2 separate regions of the Oncorhynchus mykiss genome follow, and region 1 is linked to region 2. The links are chromatin contacts, called in public Hi-C maps. All regions are on one chromosome and are shown on one strand. Each heading gives the region's core, a stretch centred on a gene start, on an enhancer-like site or on the middle of the called end of the contact. The rest is flanking DNA. Distances are from core to core; before and after follow the strand shown. Region 1 holds the start of LOC110523576 (PH and SEC7 domain-containing protein 4). Region 2 holds the start of ssna1 (Sjoegren syndrome nuclear autoantigen 1).

Evidence for each region. Hi-C and Micro-C count contacts between places; a contact is called where the count stands out from the background.
Region 1: a contact with region 2 is called in a Hi-C map of liver, with 7 times the contacts expected there. The contact joins the promoter of LOC110523576 here to the promoter of ssna1 in region 2. A contact is called at or near these places in 2 of 3 Hi-C or Micro-C datasets (blood and liver).

The regions. Positions count from the first base shown.
Region 1 is chr5:29,172,584-29,175,713 of USDA_OmykA_1.1, reverse strand. LOC110523576 (PH and SEC7 domain-containing protein 4) reads right to left here and starts at 1,395. Exons shown (of 17, transcript XM_036977221.1): 1 at 1,324-1,395; 2 at 610-750; 3 at 369-517. LOC110523575 (zinc finger protein 260) reads left to right here and starts at 1,459. Exons shown (of 2, transcript XM_021602382.2): 1 at 1,459-1,788; 2 at 2,044-3,130. The coding sequence starts at 1,590.
Region 2 is chr5:29,003,339-29,006,311 of USDA_OmykA_1.1, reverse strand. ssna1 (Sjoegren syndrome nuclear autoantigen 1) reads right to left here and starts at 1,545. Exons shown (of 3, transcript XM_021602365.2): 1 at 1,152-1,545. The coding sequence starts at 1,203. It overlaps anapc2 (anaphase-promoting complex subunit 2), which reads left to right and starts at 1,676. Exons shown (of 14, transcript XM_021602363.2): 1 at 1,676-1,818; 2 at 2,080-2,338; 3 at 2,451-2,772. The coding sequence starts at 1,741.

The DNA of each region.
Region 1 (3,130 bases), core at 146-2,645, 170 kb before region 2:
GATAATAAGCACTACTGTTGTCTGGAAACTAGACATAGCAGAACATGGCTAAGATCATTAAAAACTAAAATACATTAAATGCACAGTTAGAGCTACAAAGTAAAAATAAATATATATTTTACCTTTATTTAACTAGGCAAGTCAGTTAAGAATGACAGCCTAGGAACAGTGGGTTAACTGCCTGTTCAGGGGCAGAACAACAGATTTGTACCTTGTCGGCTCGGGGATTTGAACTTGCAACCTTCTGGTTACTAGTCCAACGCTCTAACCACTAGGCTACCCTGCCGCCCCAGAGTGTCCCTAAAAACGACCAAGGTTTCACAGAGTAACACTTGCCAATTTCATAGTAAACTTGCATATCGACTTACCCTTTCAAGTTTTCTCAAGGGGTATCATATGATCAGTTAGCTAGTAGGGCTTTAAGTCAGTCTGGGGGGGAAAAAACTCTTTATTGCCATGTAGATAGACGGCTTACAGCACACGGCGTAATCCCTCCAGTGACTTGTCAATCTGGGTGCTGCAACACAGACCCACAACAAACAAGTCTTACAGCCTCTCTCAGACAGCGCTAGCCTGGGGTGTCACAGAGAGAGGACGCATGCAACTCACAAGTCCTGATCCACTCCTCTGTGACAGATACCTCTCATCTCCAGGCAACAGATCCCAGACTTCCGCCACTCTCTGCTCATCTGCAACACGGATATGCCTGGGAAAGACAGGGGAAGGGGAAGGAGGAGTGGAATGAGAGAGCTGAAAGAGGCAACAAAAAGGAAGAAAAGGCACATTGTGATTGGCAGTCAGAGAAAGCGCACAAAGACACCTGAGAGCATTGGGCCTCTGCCCACAGCCTAAAGGCACCCACACAGGTTAGGGGAGTGTCTGAACTTCATTCCTGAAACTCAGACTGACACAAGGGAGTGAACTCGTAGAGCCTCAGAACACAGCAGGTATTCTTTTAAGCAAATAACGATGTAAGCCATTGGACCCTATTCCCAATGTCTACTTACAGAGGAAGAAGACAAGACAACATTCCCTCTGTTTTTTCATAAGGATTGTTCCATGTAAACCTCAAAATAACAATAAAGGTAAACAAGCACTTTACATGTGTTGACTTCCTAAATGATGTTGTTTTGTAGCACTACATACAGTAGGACACCACATGAAGAGCTAGTTGTTGTGACAAGTAGTATAACTTGGATCTATGCTTCTTGAACACTAGCTACTTGAACAGTAAACACGTGTCAAATCACCAAACAACCCCCTACAAGCTCCCCTCGACAGAATGCACTAAATGCATGTCATATTAACGAACATTAAACCTACCTTTACCTGCCTGCCAGGTGGCTACTACGCTTGAATAGACGGCCAACACACATGCTATGCGTACTCCTAAACTGCGGAGGCGGTAAAAAGGCACTACGGAAAGAGAACAACGAAACGAAGGAAAGGGACGTCACTTTCACGCGACGTTTACTGGTTCGCTTTGTTCCGTACACGGCAGCAACATCATACACACCCATCTTGTAAGATAGTTTAGAAGGTTTTAAAATATGTTTATCGTTTATTTGTATGCTATTTATTAGCAAACTATGGCCAAGTCAAAAGATTTAAAAGTATTCTTGGAGTCGTCTCTGAATGCGATTTTTAAAGCCACAGTGAGTGACATATTGGAGTCAGTGGACCAGACATTGTCTGAGTACAAGGGTAAATTACAAAGAATTGAAACTGAGAATGAAGATCTTAGACAAAGGTTGCACGATCAAGACAACAAGGATTCGATAGTTAAGGGTATGTACATAATGCACAGTTGTTTTAAAAATGTGTGCATCTATCGATGCACACCTGGTTGCATAATGACGAGGTAGGCCTAACTGTCCTTTGTTGTCCAAACTTGAGGTACAAGCCGCCCTCAATATGGCCACCGAGCCAAGCTGACCCTCACTCTGTTGCATGTTTACATGTCCTTTTCCAGGCACCCATTGAAACCATGGATAACAGTTTACTTTAAAAAAAAAACTTAAACATGTGTTTTGTTTTGCACAGACCCTGGAAGTAACCAGGATGCTGTTCACCTCCCTGACTTGTCAAGGAAGACCTGTTCCAGCCATTCAGTTGTTGGCCAATCCCAGAAGCCAATCAAAACACAGGGTGATGAGCGAAGGAGCTCCAGGAGACAGCAGAAGGACAAAATGCCTCAGAGCAGAGGGTCTGTCTCTTTTACAGATGCAGCAACTCAGCAGGAACCAGAATGCCTCCAAAACGTTTCTGCCTTAATGTTCAAAAACATAAAGACAGAACCTGATATGGAGGATGACTACGCCATAGACCTCTCAAAGCCCCCGTCTCCTCTCAACCTGGCTTCTAAGCAAATTAAGACAGAGAGTGCTGAGGTGAATTACATCATTCCTGAAGAGTATGATGAACACCTTCAGTCACCACTGGACACAGATGTGGACTCTAGAGACAGCGACAGTGAAGTCAAAGTCACCATAGTGTCTGACAGTCACATGGAGATGGGAGACGAGTGCGGCCATTTTGTTGAGTCAGAGGGAAGGCTGTGTCACAATGTAACTGGAGAGGCTGAACCAGAAGAAGACCCCTTCCTGACATACTACCCTGACATGGCATCTAACCCTGCTGGGATGAGTGGGGAGGATATTTTACCCACTTTGAACTCTGCAGAGTCCTCTAAAAACGCACAAGGCTTCTACAACTGCACCCAGTGTGAGAAGACATTTAGTCGAGTGCAATCCCTCAACATCCACCTGAGGACTCATAGTGGCGAGAAGGCCCACTGCTGCAACTACTGCGGCAAACGCTTTGGCCGAGCAGACCTGCTCAAGTCCCACAAACGCACTCACACGGGAGAGAGACCGTTCAGCTGCGACCTCTGTGGTAAGAACTACGGTCACCCGGGCCAGCTCAGGATACACAAGCGTGTTCATACGGGAGAGAGACCGTACTGCTGCCCACACTGTGGGAAACGCTTCAGTGAACACAACCAGCTTAAAGTCCATTTACGAACTCACACAGGAGAGAGGCCATACAGTTGCACTGTGTGCGCCAAAACCTTCAGCAACGCAGGTAACCTGAGGATACACCAAAGAATCCACACTGGTGAGAAGCCTTA
Region 2 (2,973 bases), core at 296-2,795:
ATTGAGGTCACCCTCACTCAGCATCCCTTTCCTGTTGAATCAGCCCATTCCAGCCTGTGATGGATGAAAGTGTGAGACGGTATCAATCATACATTAATGAAATCCCACTGCCAGAGGTCACATCTTAGTCTGTAGCTATGGAATTAGATCTTTCACAGTATAAAGATAGGCATTAGTTGCATCAACACTCCATCGAATCAGCTCCATAATACTAGCCTATTTTCAAAGCCAGCCATTATGATTCAAAACTGCTGACAAATCTATCAAAACTATAATGAGTGGGTTGAGAATCAAGGGTTCAATTGATCTTAGACAATTTCAATGAAAATAGTCCTATGAAGCAGAACACCTGGGTTAAAGTCTAGATCAAATTCCTCTGACATTACCAGTCATGTCAGTGAGATTATGGGCATCTATCTATACATGGACTGATTGAAACAGTTACTCAGAGTTGGATGCATTTAAATTCTACACAAGCAGAATGCCATGTCTTGATTTAAACTACGTGTCAGGGGTTTGATGGCTGTGCTAAAGCAAGGTCAATTAAAAATAAATTAATACAAAAGTATTTCAAACTAAACATATTTCCTTGACAAGTCAAACAGGTAAACTTCCGCACAGACTGGGTCCAAGTCTAGCGTCTCTTGTCTGTAAAATACGGGAATAAGGAATAACATAATTCTGCCGCATTTAATCCCCCTCCCTAACCTTTCAACAACTCAGTTGACTGAATCACACATACTCTTGTGTAGTGATATAGGAAAAAAAGAACTGTCTGCACATGCACCTAGGGAAATAATGACTTTCTATTGGGAGAAAAGGAAATCGCATCAAAGAGAAAGAGCCTAGAAACAGGCTGCATCAAAGCATGGGATAGAAGCAGCATACTCTTTCAAGGTTAACTACCCAGATTCAGTCACAAGTGCCTAATTAGCTGTAGCTGTCCAAAATGAGGAGCTGGAATATGATACATTCGGGAAATCTTTGTCCCTGAAGGGCCTAAATACAGCATAAAAATACAGATATTTCCACAACGGACCCAAACAAGTGAAAACAAGAAGCTAGCTAGCTAACATATTGACATAGCTAGGTAGAAACAGTTAACTAAAGCAACGTAGTATTTAAAGACAAATATACGAAATGCCACTTACACTTGACAAGCTCATTGTTGTAGGTTTGTAGCGCTGCTCCTTGTTGGGTCATGATGTTGTCGATTATACTTACTTTTCCAGCTCTTCAGGGCCCTTCCCCGCGCACACAGCCAGAGTACTATCTACGTTAGTTAGCGACTCAATGATAACTTTGCAGTTTGAAGCCAAGGTATTGCTACAGATAACTCTCGCTAGGTTTAACTAGTTTGTAAACTGGCTCATTTGTGCAAAGATGTAGGCAGTCGATATGGACTCCTTCTCGACACCGACACTGTCCTTAACTAGCTTCAAAATCCCTCCATTTAGCTTGTTTCCACGACAACTAGCTAACAAACTGTCACGTACACTTCCGCCACACTTTTATGACTTCCGCAACCACACGTACGTCACTATTATGCGCCACAGGTTTGGCAAGAGCGCGATAACTTCAATCAAATGGCATCTATAATTACATTTTAGATTCATATTAGTATTTCTTATAAACTATGATACGTACATATTATTAATATGGGTGAGTGATATAACACAGACGATAACTTTGTCAGTACACAATCGAGTGGTTCTCGCTGAGTAATTAGGTCCACCCGGGATGATGGACTCTACTGAGATGTTTTTCTCAGTACCACAGGGGCTACCTTCTGCTTGGGACACCGTAACTGCAGCTCTGGTGAGTAGATGGACCTAACTTGCCTACGGTAGCACCTTGTGTTGTTGATATAGCCTGCTTGCCTTTTATGTGAGAATTAAATAAGATCAATTGTACTACTGTGGTTGGCTGCTGGACATGTAACGTTAGATAGCTAACGTTAACAGATTCACATGCCAGGCATTAGCTAACTAGCTAAGACCAATGTTGATCTATCAATGTACATACACACCATAGACCGTATCTGTTTATAAGAACATAAACAATTTCCTCTGTCTGTAGGTGTCTCCAGTGTCCAATGACATCACCATGTCTGATGAGTCTCTCTCTGAGGGGCTTAGCCTGCTGTGCTCTAACAGCCTGGGACAGTTTCTGGAGGGATGGCTAATGGAGACCCTGCAGGTGCGTCTTACTACTGCTATTGCCCCTGAGTTCTGGGCTGGAATGAAGCAACCAGAGAATGAACTGGAGGAGAAGGACAGGGCCAGGATCCTACTCATGGCCTTCCGTACCCTTTTGGACAGACTGCAACCTTTCCTAGGTGGGATCAAACATTGAAGTTACAGTTAAATGCACCCTTAATAATGCTAGAATTTTGACTGAACAGAATCTTGCCATATGCATAAAAATGTGCTCTATGTCCTTTTCCCCAGGAGGGTTGGAGAGGCTGGGTACCTGGCAGGACGAGGGCCGGGGTGGTCTGTGTGGCCCTGGGGCCAGGGGTCTCCGTGAGAGGGCCTTCTCTGTCATCAGGGCCATTCTGCTGTTCTCCCCCTCAGCTGTGCTCCAGGAGAGAATACTGGAGTTCTACAGTAGGACTTTCTCTGTGCACATGACCCAGGAGGGGGAGGCAGGGGAGGCTGAGGAGGGGGGCGGGGGGCCTGAGGGGGGGGTCTGTCAGGGCTGCACTGTCCCCACTCAGCGATGCTGGTGTCAGCAAGCCCTGGAGCAGCTGCAAGAGCTCAGCCAAGTACTGTGAGTGAATGGAGGGGTGCTGTGTCACTGTCTGCTCTGTTTTATAGACCCTAATTGTTGTACTGCTTAACGTCTTACATTCAAATATGACTACAACAAACAACATCACAAATGTCTTAGATCAAGGTTCACTTCCTTAACCATTGTCTACATCTCTACCTTTGTGTGCCTGCTATGTTTAAAATGTATCTTGTGCGGTTG